Linked DNA regions of Macaca mulatta: region 2 is linked to region 1. A link is a contact called in public Hi-C data. All regions are on one chromosome and are shown on one strand. The core of a region is the stretch at or near the end of the contact, and the rest is flanking DNA. Distances in the headings are between cores, read along the strand shown.

Region 1 (2,883 bases), core at 162-2,661:
AAAAAAAACCTTGTACATGAATGTTGACAACAGCATTATTCATAATAGCCAAAAAGTGGAACAAGCTTGGGCAACAAAACAAGCTTGGACAATGAAACCCTATCTCTACAAAAATAAAATAAAATAAAATTAGCTGGGCATGGTGGTGCACTCCTGTAGTCCCAGCTACTCGGGAGGATGAGGTGGGAGGATGACTTGAGCCTGGGAGGTGGAGGTTGCAGTGAGCTGAGATCACACCACTGCACTCCAGCCTGGGTGACAGAGAAAGACCCTACCTCAAAAAAACAAATAAATAAAAATAAGAAAATATGAAGTGGCAACAGCACTAACGAGTGGATAAACAAAACAAGGTATATATCTGTACAATGGAATGTCATTCAGCCATAAAAAGGAACGGACTGATATAAGCTACAACATAGATGAACCTTGAAGACATTATGCTACATGAAATAAACCAGATGCAAACGGTCACGTTTTATATTAATATGATTCCATTTATATGAAATGTCACAAATAGGCAAATCCATTGAGACAGAAGCTAGATTAGTGTTTGCCAGGGATTGGGGAGGGGAGAATTGGGAGTGACTGCGACTGCTGGTAAGACGTTTCGTTTAGGGGAGATGGAAATGATCTGGAATTAGCAGTGATATCTGCACATCTTTGCGAATACAGTAAAAGCACTGAATTGTACATTTTAAATGATTACAATGATTCATTTTATCTCAATAAAAGTCCAGCCACTGAATGGTACATTTTAAAATTATTAAAATGATTCATTTCATCTCAATAAAAGTCAACAGACACCAAGGATCCCTTCAGTTTGGGCTGGAGGTCAGTGTAGTTTGGGGGGTCATTGAGTGCTGAAGCAGAAAGAGTCTGGGGTCATGCAAGTCCCAGCTGCCATGTGACAAGTGAGGTAAAGGACACACCCTCTGTGCAGGTCTGAAGTCCCCTGACATTAGTAAGGGAGGGACAGCAGAGATTTCCCCTGCCACCAGGAGGCTTTTCTCAGTCCCCAGGGCAGATGGCAAGCGTATACCATGTTTGGCAGAGGCATCCCCGTGACTGTAGAGGCAATGCAGTTTGGGTCTGGAGGACAGGATTGCTGTGGGGAAGAGCCAAGGGTAGACTTCAGAACACTGGTGGTGACATAAGGATACAAAGACCTTGGACACAAAAGAGGAAACACAAACAGCGTAATCATGGAAAGATGCTCAGCCTCCCCCAGGAATGGGAAGAGTGCACACTGAAACAATGAGACAGCATTTTCCTCCAGTGAGATGCTCAAAAACAGCTTGCTAATATGAAAGGCTGGCAGGACGTGAGGAAATATGTGCTCTCATTCCACTGCTGGTGGGAGTGCGGATTTGTAGGGCCACTCTGGAGGGCAACTCGCCAGCATCTATTAAAGTGAAAAATGTGCACATCCTATGACTCAGCGATTCCAATGCCCAGCACTTATTCTAAAGAGACACTCCCACATGCACAGGGAAGTATGAGATGTTTATGCAACACCACTTAGGATCATGCATTGTTGGGAACAACCTAAGTATTCAGGAACCAGGAGAATGGCTAAAAAGCCTCTGCACATCCATTCTCTATTTAAGAAAACGAGTAGTTCTAGAAATATAAAATGAAATGATCTCCAAGACACATAACTGGATTAAAAGCGCAAAAAGCAAATCGTTGGACACATACTGTGTATCATTTATGGAAAAAAACAAAACAAACATAAAAATACAACTGTGCCGGGGGCGATGGAGAATTGTGCCTGGCAGGCTGAGTCATGAGGCCAGTTAACAAGCCTTTCTCTATCTGCAAAAAGAAGTAATTTAAAAAGCAATATAAGAAGAACATGGGGCCGGGCGCGGTGGCTCAAGCCTGTAATCCCAGCACTTTGGGAGGCCGAGACGGGCGGATCACGAGGTCAGGAGATCGAGACCATCCTGGCTAACACGGTGAAACCCCGTCTCTACTAAAAAATACAAAAAACTAGCCGGGCGAGGTGGCGGGCGCCTGTAGTCCCAGCTACTCAGGAGGCTGAGGCAGGAGAAAGGCGTAAACCTGGGAGGCGGAGCTTGCAGTGAGCTGAGATTCGGCCACTGCACTCCAGCCCGGGCGACAGAGCAAGACTCCATCTCAAAAAAAAAAAAAAAAAAAAAAAGAACATGGACCAGGGGCAGTGGTTCATGCCTATAATCTCAGCACTTTGAGAGGCTAGGGTGGAAGAATGTCTTGAGGCCAGGAGTTTGAGACCAGCCTGAGAAACATAAAGAGACCCAGTCTCCACATAAAATTAAAACTTAGTCAGGCATGGTAGTGTGCACCTCCAGTCCTAGATACTCTGGAGGCTGAGGTGGGAGGATCTCTTGAGCCCAGGAGTTCGAGGCTACGGTGAGCCATGATTGTGCCACTGCACTCCAGCCTGGGTAAGAAAGCAAAACCGTCTCTAAAAAAACAAAAAGAAGAAGAAGAACATGGAACTGCCAGACTTGGGCTATTTCATTTCCCAGAGATAATTTTTTTACCGAGTGGAGAGAAAATAGATGGTTTGTTCCTTAGGCTCTATTTCTTGCCCTGTGCTAGAATTATCGAAGCTTTGTGTAAGAGTTCCTTTAGCAAATATAGGTGGCCTGCAATGCCCCAAATAAGAGAGGAAAAGACAAAGGCAGATGTTACTGCTGTCAGTCATCTCAGATATGGAAAAGAGAGGCGGCCCCTTGCCAGGGAGAAGGAAGAGCCAGATGCTGTGCATGAGGCACTCTCCTACCTCCCCTAAGACAGGGGTCGCCCTTGCTCTGAAAAATTCAAGCAGAGAATCCTCAGGAGGAGTGGGGCCAAGAAATCAGAGTGAGAAATATTTGATTATTGCTTAATAACGTT
Region 2 (2,883 bases), core at 178-2,677, 43 kb after region 1:
CTTAAGGCAGAAAATTCAATGACTAGGTAGCAGCCAGGGTTGGAAGCAGTCCAGGATGGTGGCACCAATGACAAGATTAAGGTCAGAGACCTCGTGATGCCCCGCTAGCCACCAGGATTTCTCCGTTGCCTTCTGTTCATCCCACGTGGATACCATCTGGAGGCCCCCGCCCCAAAATGAAAACAACTGGAATTCTACGGCTTGCCCAAAATGCATAGAACACTCATATCTGGTTAAAACCATAGTAATCAAAAGAAAAAGTGAAATGGCTATGAAGTATTTGCAAGGCCAATTTCACTTACTACTTGTTGGGAGTTGGAAACATTCAGCAGTAAAATATCTAGGGATAATTACAACCCTTATGTAACACAAGTAAATCTTTCCCTTTTTTGTCACTTATAGAAGCAACATAAATACATCTAGGACCAGGCCAGGGTAGGAATCAGAAAGAAAAAATCTGTATTAGACATATTGAGGTCTTGAAAGAGAAGTACTTCATTTGTTTAGCCGTAGTTTTCCCACAGGATCTTGTGAAGGGGGTGATGTTGAAGATTGCTGGAGACTAAACTGTGTGTGTTGGAGGAAAGGAGGAAGCTCCGCTCTCCCTATTTCTCCTCCAAATATTTGATAAGACTCGGTGATAGAAAAACGTCTCTTATACGAGCGGCCTCGGCATGAACAGCCGCTTGGGATGACAGGCCACTATCCCACTACCCCTTGAGTCTTTCTGAGCTGCTCACCTGGTGCCAGAGAACTGGCAGATAAGTTTCTGGAACTTTGCTCACTGCCATGAGGGGGGCTAGACATCACACTTTGGGTGAGGGGTAAACAAATCCAGAGATTGTAGGGCAACCCAAGTTAACAACTGGCAGTTGCACCCATGACTGTCTTTCCTGAAGCGCTAAGCAGTTATTTAGCCAGATGACAGAAATGCCTTTCGAGTCCCTTGCCCAGTTGTCCCCATCCACCACCCCCAGCCCCCGCCCTCTCCGAGTCTCCACTATACTAAAACCAGAATGAGGCGCCACTCAGACGACAGGAGAGGGTGCAGTGATTGCGGGACCCCTGTGCCCCTGCACTGCCCGTGGGGTGCTAGCTGTGGCTGGTGCGAGAATGGGGTGCTAGCCCCCCTCCCTGGGGGTGGCCCGGTCCGGAGGCGGCGCGCGGTGGTGACTCCCCGCGTTGCTGCAGCTGCTGCAATGCGCCATTTTCCGTCCCGCAGAGTCGGGAGCTTGGAGTGAGAGTTGTCAAGGAGGTGCCGAGCCTCCCACACCAGAGTCAACTCACATTTTTCTGACAGAGAGAGTGAGGGTCTGTTCCTCTCCCGAGGCTGCGGCGAGACACCCGGCGGGGGACGCTGCAGCTGAAGTGGACGGAACTGACGAGCTCCGCCTGGCGCCGACCACTCCGAGGTCTAGCTGCGGTGGAACTTACTGCAGCTGCCGCGCCGGCCCCCGCCTTTATTAGCGCTGACCACGCCTCCCGGATAACGGTGACAACCCCGTGGCCCAATCCATGCCCAGGACGGTCGCCCAGCGCTACAGGCCTAGCCCGCCCCGCCCCTGCCAATTGCCAGTCACAAGTCTCCTCTCATCCGACTCCGGAAAGGAGCGGTTGCTGTGAGGAGCCTTCGGTGATCAATGCAACCATAGCTTGCGCTCCAGTCTGGCGGAGGGACGGGGCGGGGTGGAGGTGAGGTCTGTGCCTTCGGAGGGCGCTTCAGCAGTTCATTAGGCGTTTGTGGTGCCTCCCAACCAATCGCTGGGCAGTTACTGAAGACCGTGTCCGCCCCTGCCCCGCCCCGTGCCCGGACTCGCGCGTTCCGCGGGAGGCGGTGGCTCCCTGGGGCGCGCCCAGCCCTGGTGCCCAGCCCTGGTGCCCAGCCCTGGCCCTCGCTCCGCCCCTACCGCCCCGCCTCTGACTAACGCTCTGAGGGTGCGGGAGCTTCGAGACACAGCCACAAGCTCCCGGTGCCAGATAGCAGATGCGGGGTTCAGTCCCACCAAAGCAAGCATGAAACTTTCGTTCCTCAGTTTCTTTCAACATAGCCTTCCTAAATTGAACTCCCTCCCAAATCTGCTCCAGTCCAGGTTACCACATCGACTCAGTAGCCCAGACCAGAAACCTGGAAACCATCCTAGATTGCCTCCCCTTCACCTTTACCTCTCCCCCAGTTATCTGCCAAGTCCAGCTGATTTTTCCTTCTTGGTATTCCAGTAGTTATTTCCCCTCTGCTCACTATTATCCGTTTCCTGGACTCTATCAGTTGGAAAATTCACCATTATTTTATGTTCCACTAAGAAAAAAGGTTATATGGCGGGGCGCAGTGGCTCACACCTGTAATCCTAGCACTTTGGGAGGCCGAGTCAGGCAGATCACCTGAGCTCAGGAGTTCGAGACCAGCCGGGCCAACATGGCGAAACCTCTGTCTCTACTAAGAATACAAAAATTAGCCGGGTGTGGTGGCGGGCACTTGTAATCCCAGCTACTGGGGAGGCCGAGACAAGAGAATCGCTTGAACCTGGGAGCCAGCGGTTGCAGTGAGCCGAGATCAGGCCACTGCACTCTGGCCTGGGCAACAAGCAAGACCCTGTTTCAAAAAAAAAGGTTGCAAATTATCTGTGACAAATGCTTTCCTTACCATTTAGCATTTTTGCTTTACATGTATTGAAAATACAGATTTATATACATACCAATTTCTATCATAGTTCACTCTTGTGCATGCATAAAAAGGGAAATAGAAAACAATAACATGGTAACTATCCCTAAAACTTCACATTCAGAAACTGATTGTTAGGGATTCACTTTTTTGACTCAGTCTTGGATGTCCACGAATTTCTACGCAATGTAGTCCTCTGTGCATGTCATAAGGGCTTTGGTGAT

The links. A called contact is a pair of places that touch in the nucleus more often than the background predicts.
Region 2: a contact with region 1 is called in a Hi-C map of cortical neurons, with 2.5 times the contacts expected there. The contact joins the promoter of VAMP1 here to the enhancer-like site in region 1. A contact is called at or near these places in 5 of 14 Hi-C or Micro-C datasets (CD4 T cells, blood, cortical neurons and 2 more).

What each region holds. Positions count from the first base shown.
Region 1 is chr11:7,382,135-7,385,017 of T2T-MMU8v2.0, forward strand. No RefSeq gene overlaps it. Among named protein-coding and RNA genes, the nearest start is that of CD27, 14 kb to the right of the region's middle. Within about 2 kb of position 1,412, at least 8 of the 40 cell types and tissues checked have an H3K27ac peak or open chromatin away from gene starts, as enhancers often do. A contact at or near this core is called in cortical neurons, where this site is marked.
Region 2 is chr11:7,425,025-7,427,907 of T2T-MMU8v2.0, forward strand. VAMP1 (vesicle associated membrane protein 1) reads right to left here and starts at 1,428. Exons shown (of 5, transcript NM_001261331.1): 1 at 1,288-1,428. The coding sequence starts at 1,289. It overlaps LOC144332754 (a long non-coding RNA gene), which reads left to right. Exons shown (of 2, transcript XR_013400815.1): 2 at 1,223-2,696.